2 separate regions of the Mus musculus genome follow, and region 2 is linked to region 1. A link is a contact called in public Hi-C data. All regions are on one chromosome and are shown on one strand. The core of a region is the stretch at or near the end of the contact, and the rest is flanking DNA. Distances in the headings are between cores, read along the strand shown.

The links. Hi-C and Micro-C count contacts between places; a contact is called where the count stands out from the background.
Region 2: a contact with region 1 is called in a Hi-C map of the N1E-115 cell line, with 8 times the contacts expected there. The contact joins two enhancer-like sites. A contact is called at or near these places in 2 of 484 Hi-C or Micro-C datasets (the HL-1 cell line and the N1E-115 cell line) and 1 of 9 other capture datasets (embryonic stem cells).

What each region holds. Positions count from the first base shown.
Region 1 is chr8:125,337,068-125,339,783 of GRCm38.p6, reverse strand. No RefSeq gene overlaps it. Among named protein-coding and RNA genes, the nearest start is that of Gm30713, 47 kb to the left of the region's middle. Within about 2 kb of position 1,368, at least 51 of the 459 cell types and tissues checked have an H3K27ac peak or open chromatin away from gene starts, as enhancers often do. A contact at or near this core is called in the N1E-115 cell line, where this site is marked.
Region 2 is chr8:125,647,683-125,650,398 of GRCm38.p6, reverse strand. No RefSeq gene overlaps it. Among named protein-coding and RNA genes, the nearest start is that of Gm30871, 18 kb to the left of the region's middle. Within about 2 kb of position 1,393, at least 41 of the 459 cell types and tissues checked have an H3K27ac peak or open chromatin away from gene starts, as enhancers often do. A contact at or near this core is called in the N1E-115 cell line, where this site is marked.

The DNA of each region.
Region 1 (2,716 bases), core at 119-2,618:
AAAACAAGACAGTTATATTTCATACTTTAACCTAGCCACTCATGTCCATGGGAGATAGAGCCCTGTGGGTGGCAAGACTGTTTCATTCTTAAGACTGGTTGGAAATTTGCTGCAGTGAGTTCCATAGCTCCATGCTTCAGTTTCATGATGCCCACCACAGGCAGCTGGGAAAATGAATGCCAGCAGCCGCCTAATTAGATGACCCCAGCTAAGGAAGACAGGGCCTGTTACACAGAACACTCTCTCATACCCTCTGCCAGCTCCTGCTCACAGTGGAGTCTGTAATGCTCTGATTTCTACCTTTGAGTATCATAGAAGGGCAGAAAATAAAGGAAGAAATTGCTTATTTACCTGTTAACTTCTACTATAGATGGATCTTGGACACACGTAAGAATCTGACTCCAATCTAAATGTAAGAGGGGTGTCATGGGAAGGAGTGTTCTATCCATCATGAAGAGTTCCACGCAAACTGTTCAGCCCTCCTGGACTTCTGACCCTTCCACCCAAACCCAAAGGACAAAAAAACAGGAAAAGGGGCATGAAGTCTACACAGGAAAACACACATGAAGGCCACACAGGAAAACACACATGAAGACCACACAGGAAAACATACATGAAGACCACACAGGAAAACATACATGAAGACCACATAGGAAAACATACATGAAGGCAACACAGGAAAACACACATGAAATACACACAGGAAAACATACATGAAGGCTACACAGGGCTTTTTAAGGTCATGCTCAACAAACCACTGCAGGAGAATACTCAAGTTGATAAGGTTGCCTGACCCCATTTTTCTTACCTTTGTGTCACCATGACAGGAATACTTGACAAGAACAACTTAAGAGAGGGTTGTTTTAGCACATGGTCTCAGTCAACGATGGTGGGAGGGCATGGTAGAGGGAGCCTATGAATTTCTCACATCGTGGTGGACTGGGCGCAGTGGTCTGGGATTAGAGGCTGGGGAGAACTTTCTAAGGCCTGCCCTCAGTGACCTGCTTTTACCAGCCAGGCCCTACTTGGTGACCATCCCACAACCAGGATATTCAGCAAGAATTAACTCAGTTCTTAAAAAAATATTTCTGTGCGATGCAACTTTGCAATTGAGTTGTTGATTTTGTTTTTGAGACAGGCTTGCATGTAGCCCAGGCTGGCTTTTGACTTGCTAGGCAGCCAAGGCTGACCTTGAAAACCTGAGTGCCAGAGTCACAGGTGTGCACTCAGCTGGATTCATAGCGGTTATGTATAAAAACAGAATTGCAAAGTTCCTTGAAGTTTAACAAGAAGCTCCTGCCAACCTGCGGAACCTGCCTGAATGCGGGAAGAGGCTCCACCTCTGCCTCAGGGGGCAGTGGTCCTGCCCTGCCCTCCTCTGGCCAGTGAGCAGACTCCTCTTTCCTCCCAGACCTTACTTCTTGATGGTGGTACCGTTTGAATTCCAGCTCTGAGTCTGGCTTCCATGACCTTCAGACACGGACAGTGTGCTAAGGTGACACCCACTCAGAATGTCACCGAGAGGCTCCCTTCAGATGTGGAATTCTGAGATGAACTTCCAGTCCTGCCTTTGTGAACCACATGGGCAGTGTGATCCCAGGCTTATAAATTTTATAACACCCGCGAATGCTGGAGGAGACACATTTCAGAGATGGTTAAACAAGACCCTGAATTCCCTCGTGGACTATTTTTAAGGCTATCAATCTCTGTATTTGTCTCAGTTTACAGCCCTAATAGCCATTCTTTGCCTGTGTGCACACCCATAAATAAACCGAACGTAAAGGAGAAGGTAATTTAGATATAATGGAAGAAGCAACGCCTACACTGTCCATCTCGGGTGACTCAGCTCTTCCTCGCTGCCTATCACTTTTTGCGAGATCCTAGCTGCACTCCGTTCTGTAGACGTACTTTGCAGGCAGCAATCTGATTTCCAAAGGCTCCAGGAAAGACTCCCAGGATGGAAGATGAGTAGCTGAAGGAATTCTGAAATGCCAGAAGCCACAGCCCCAGAATGTACCCGGGAGCCCCGGGGGCGTTTGTGTACTGCAGCTAAACAAACACAAACGTAACAGCGCACACTTCCTACCACCCGGTTCTCCTCACATCAAAGTTTATTGATATGTTCAGAGGCCCAGATAGCGCGCAGATGCCCACATCAAAGGGCCCTGGTTGGAGCAGGCTTATCTGTCAGTTCCTAATTTCTGCAGTGCTTGCTCGCTAGTTCAGAGTGTCTGTTCTGTTTCTCTTTGTTATGCACAAGAATAATGTTGCAAGTTTGAATTATGAGACTGTCTCTTTGTTCACTTTGTTTTATCTCGATACATAGCTCCTGACCCAAAATATAGCTCTCTCTTCAGGAAGAGTAAGAGATAGATTAATCTCAAGCCAAATAGGTATGACTGTCCTTTTTGGCTTTCTGTTGCTGTGGTAAACACCATAACCAAAAGTAACAGGGAAGGTAAAGGTTTGTTTGGTTTACAGATAATAGAGTCCACTGTTATAGTTAGGGTTTCATTGCTGTGAAGAAACACTACGACCAAGGCAACTCTTATAAAGGACAACATTTAACTGGGGCTGGCCTACAGGTTCAGAGGTTCAGTCCATTATCATCATGATGGGAACCAAGGCAGCATCCAGGCAGACATGGTGCAGGAGGAGCCAAGAGTTCTACGTCCTCATTTGAAGGCAGTTAGGAGTTTCTCTTCTCACTGGGTGG
Region 2 (2,716 bases), core at 144-2,643, 310 kb before region 1:
AAGGGAGAAGAGGAAGAGGAGGAAGAGACTATAGGGACCAAAGAGATAGCTCATAGTTAGGAGTGACTATTACCCTTCCAGAGGATCTGGGTTCGACTCCTAGCACTCATTGCCTGATTGTAAGATCCAAGGTCCAGTGTCTTCTTTGGTCCCCTGGGCACCTGCACACACATTGCACATACCTACACAGATACACATACACACTATAAATCTAATAAAAACTGAAAATAACAAAGCGAAAGACCTGCAGAATCTCTGCTTTTCATTTTCAGTTTTATAGTGTTGGGCATCTCAAACAGTAACCTGGTTTCCAACACTGAGCCACACCCAGCTCGTTGGTATCTTTATTTGTTGTATTTACTTTGTCTTGGATTGTTTGTTTGTATGTTTGAGACAGGGTCTTATGTTAGCCCATGCTGGCCTTAACCTTGCCATGTAGCCTCAGAGTGGTCTTGAGCTTTTGATCCTCCTGTGCCTCATCCCCAGCACTGGGGTTACAGGTGTGCACCTCCACACCTGGTTTATGTGGTGCTGTGGGGATGGAGCCCAGGGTTTCCAGAATGCCAAGCAAGCTCATCGAAACAACATCCCCAACTCCTTGGTACCTTTTCAGTTAAAGATAGCAACAATATGCATGGAGCTGTGTTGGCTTTGTTGCATCAGTGAATGGGAAACCACAACATTTGACTTAGTGTGGCTGCCCGCAGATCTGATTAGGCACTCTTGCTGTCATCCCCCAAGACAAAAGAGCAGATCCGCACAGCCTGCCATCCGCTCCAGTTCCCATCATCTGACTACTTCCTCTTCCCAGCCTCTTCACTGTTTGAGTCATGGTGCATACTCACAGGACTTGTGCTTACCCCTGGGACATGCTGTCAGAGCTGTCACATTGTAGTGTTTTCTGTTTGTTCCACCTGAATCCCTGAATGCCTCCTCTCTGTCCTTCCTGGAATCTGCCAACTGGAGGTGTGTGGGGGAGCTAAATACCACTTCACATACCTGCATCCGTTCCTCAGAGCCTCACACATGTCCATCCCCAGAACCAGTTTCCTCATCTAAGCAAGGTACGCCTTTCATGCCCTTTCACAGGTATTGCGTATATGTGGTCAGCACTCTGGGTGTATTCTAAATGACTGTGGCTACAGCCGTTATTGCTCTTTACTCTGACAGCCTTTGCTCTCTGTAGGTTATGATCTTGTTCCCAGCGGGGTGAAGGGTAACAGGGGCAGGGAGAATGCTAATAAGAAACCCTTTGAAGCTGGGTGACTGCTAGTTGAAGGTGGGTGGCTCAGGAAACCCTGGAGCTGTGGACATGGTTTCAGTGGTGGGGATGGTAGCCAACGCTATCACTGCCTGTTTTTCAAGGTCTCTCTCTCTGTAAGAGCAAGCATGGTCCTGGCCCCCATGCTTCCTGTGATCACAGAGGTGGTGATGCACTGTGTTGAGCAGTACATACCTGCCCTGATGTCAGGTCTGTAGACAGCCTCCCCCACTGTCACCCCCTTCCCCCGCCACTATCACCTAATGCTTGTCATTTCAAATGGCTTTGCCTTGCTGAGCCCACCTCCTGAACTATGAGAACCTCAGGGACACTGGACTGCAGCCTTTGGAGAACCACACCATGCCAGAGCCAGCAACCACCACAGGCATTTCTAACAAGCCATTAGCCGTCTTTCCCAAAGGCTGCAGCAGGTGCAGAGACTTCTCAAGTGGTCCTGCCATAGCTGTTCTTGGCTGTAACAACAACAACAACAACAACAACAACAGCAGCAGCAGCAGCAACAACAACAACAACAAAAATGAGAAGTTAAACATGGAAATCACTCTGAAGAAAGGTCTAGAACCCTGAGTGCAAGCCCTCACTAAGATGTCTTCATGAACACTTGGAATCCTCCAAGCACACAGTCCTGACAGATGCCTCTCACTACCTCCATACAGCAGGAAGAGCTCGGTTCACCCTCCCTGCCCTTCATGGAGTTTGCAGAACGGACACAAACATTGGCCAAGCAGGAAGTGCCTGAAAACAGCTGGCCAGTATGCCATAGCCCCAGAAGAGCTCTGCTTGCTGATTGCCCAGGTTGGGGATTCCTATTAGAGCTCCTAAGGATGACTGGCGCTTCGGTGAGTCTACCTATGTGGCTGGTAGGTAGCTGGAGTCCTAAGTCAAAAGATGGTGTTCCTCCATTAAGGACAGAATAAGAGTTGGGATGGAATCCACCAAGAGAATCTGCTCTTGTTTCTAAATACTGAACATCGCAGGCAGGGTTTTGTAAAGTCTTATTTAACGAGACATCAAAAATAATCTTCTCTGCCTCATGTTGTAAGATTAAAAGAACAATACAAACATAGTGATACAATTCAAAAGCATGGAGGGATGCCAGATGTCTCTGAAATCCTGTTTTACAGTTAGTTATAGCAGTGAGTTCAGGTCTGGGGTTCTGGCTGTCGAGGAAACTCTAGCAGTATCTCAGCAACATGTCCACCTCTGCCACCACTAAGATACAAGATACAGCGTCCTCATTAGCCTTTCTCCTGACCCATGATCAGGAGCAGACATTCATTATGGTGGATCACCAGCAAAGTGCCTGGGCCCTGCCCCTGGCTTTGGAGCCTCATCCAAACATGGCAATCAGAGAGACTGGCTTTGACAAATCCACTTAAAGGTGGATTCAAGAATCAACATGTGGCTCACCAGAAGGGGTGAGAGTCTCAAGAC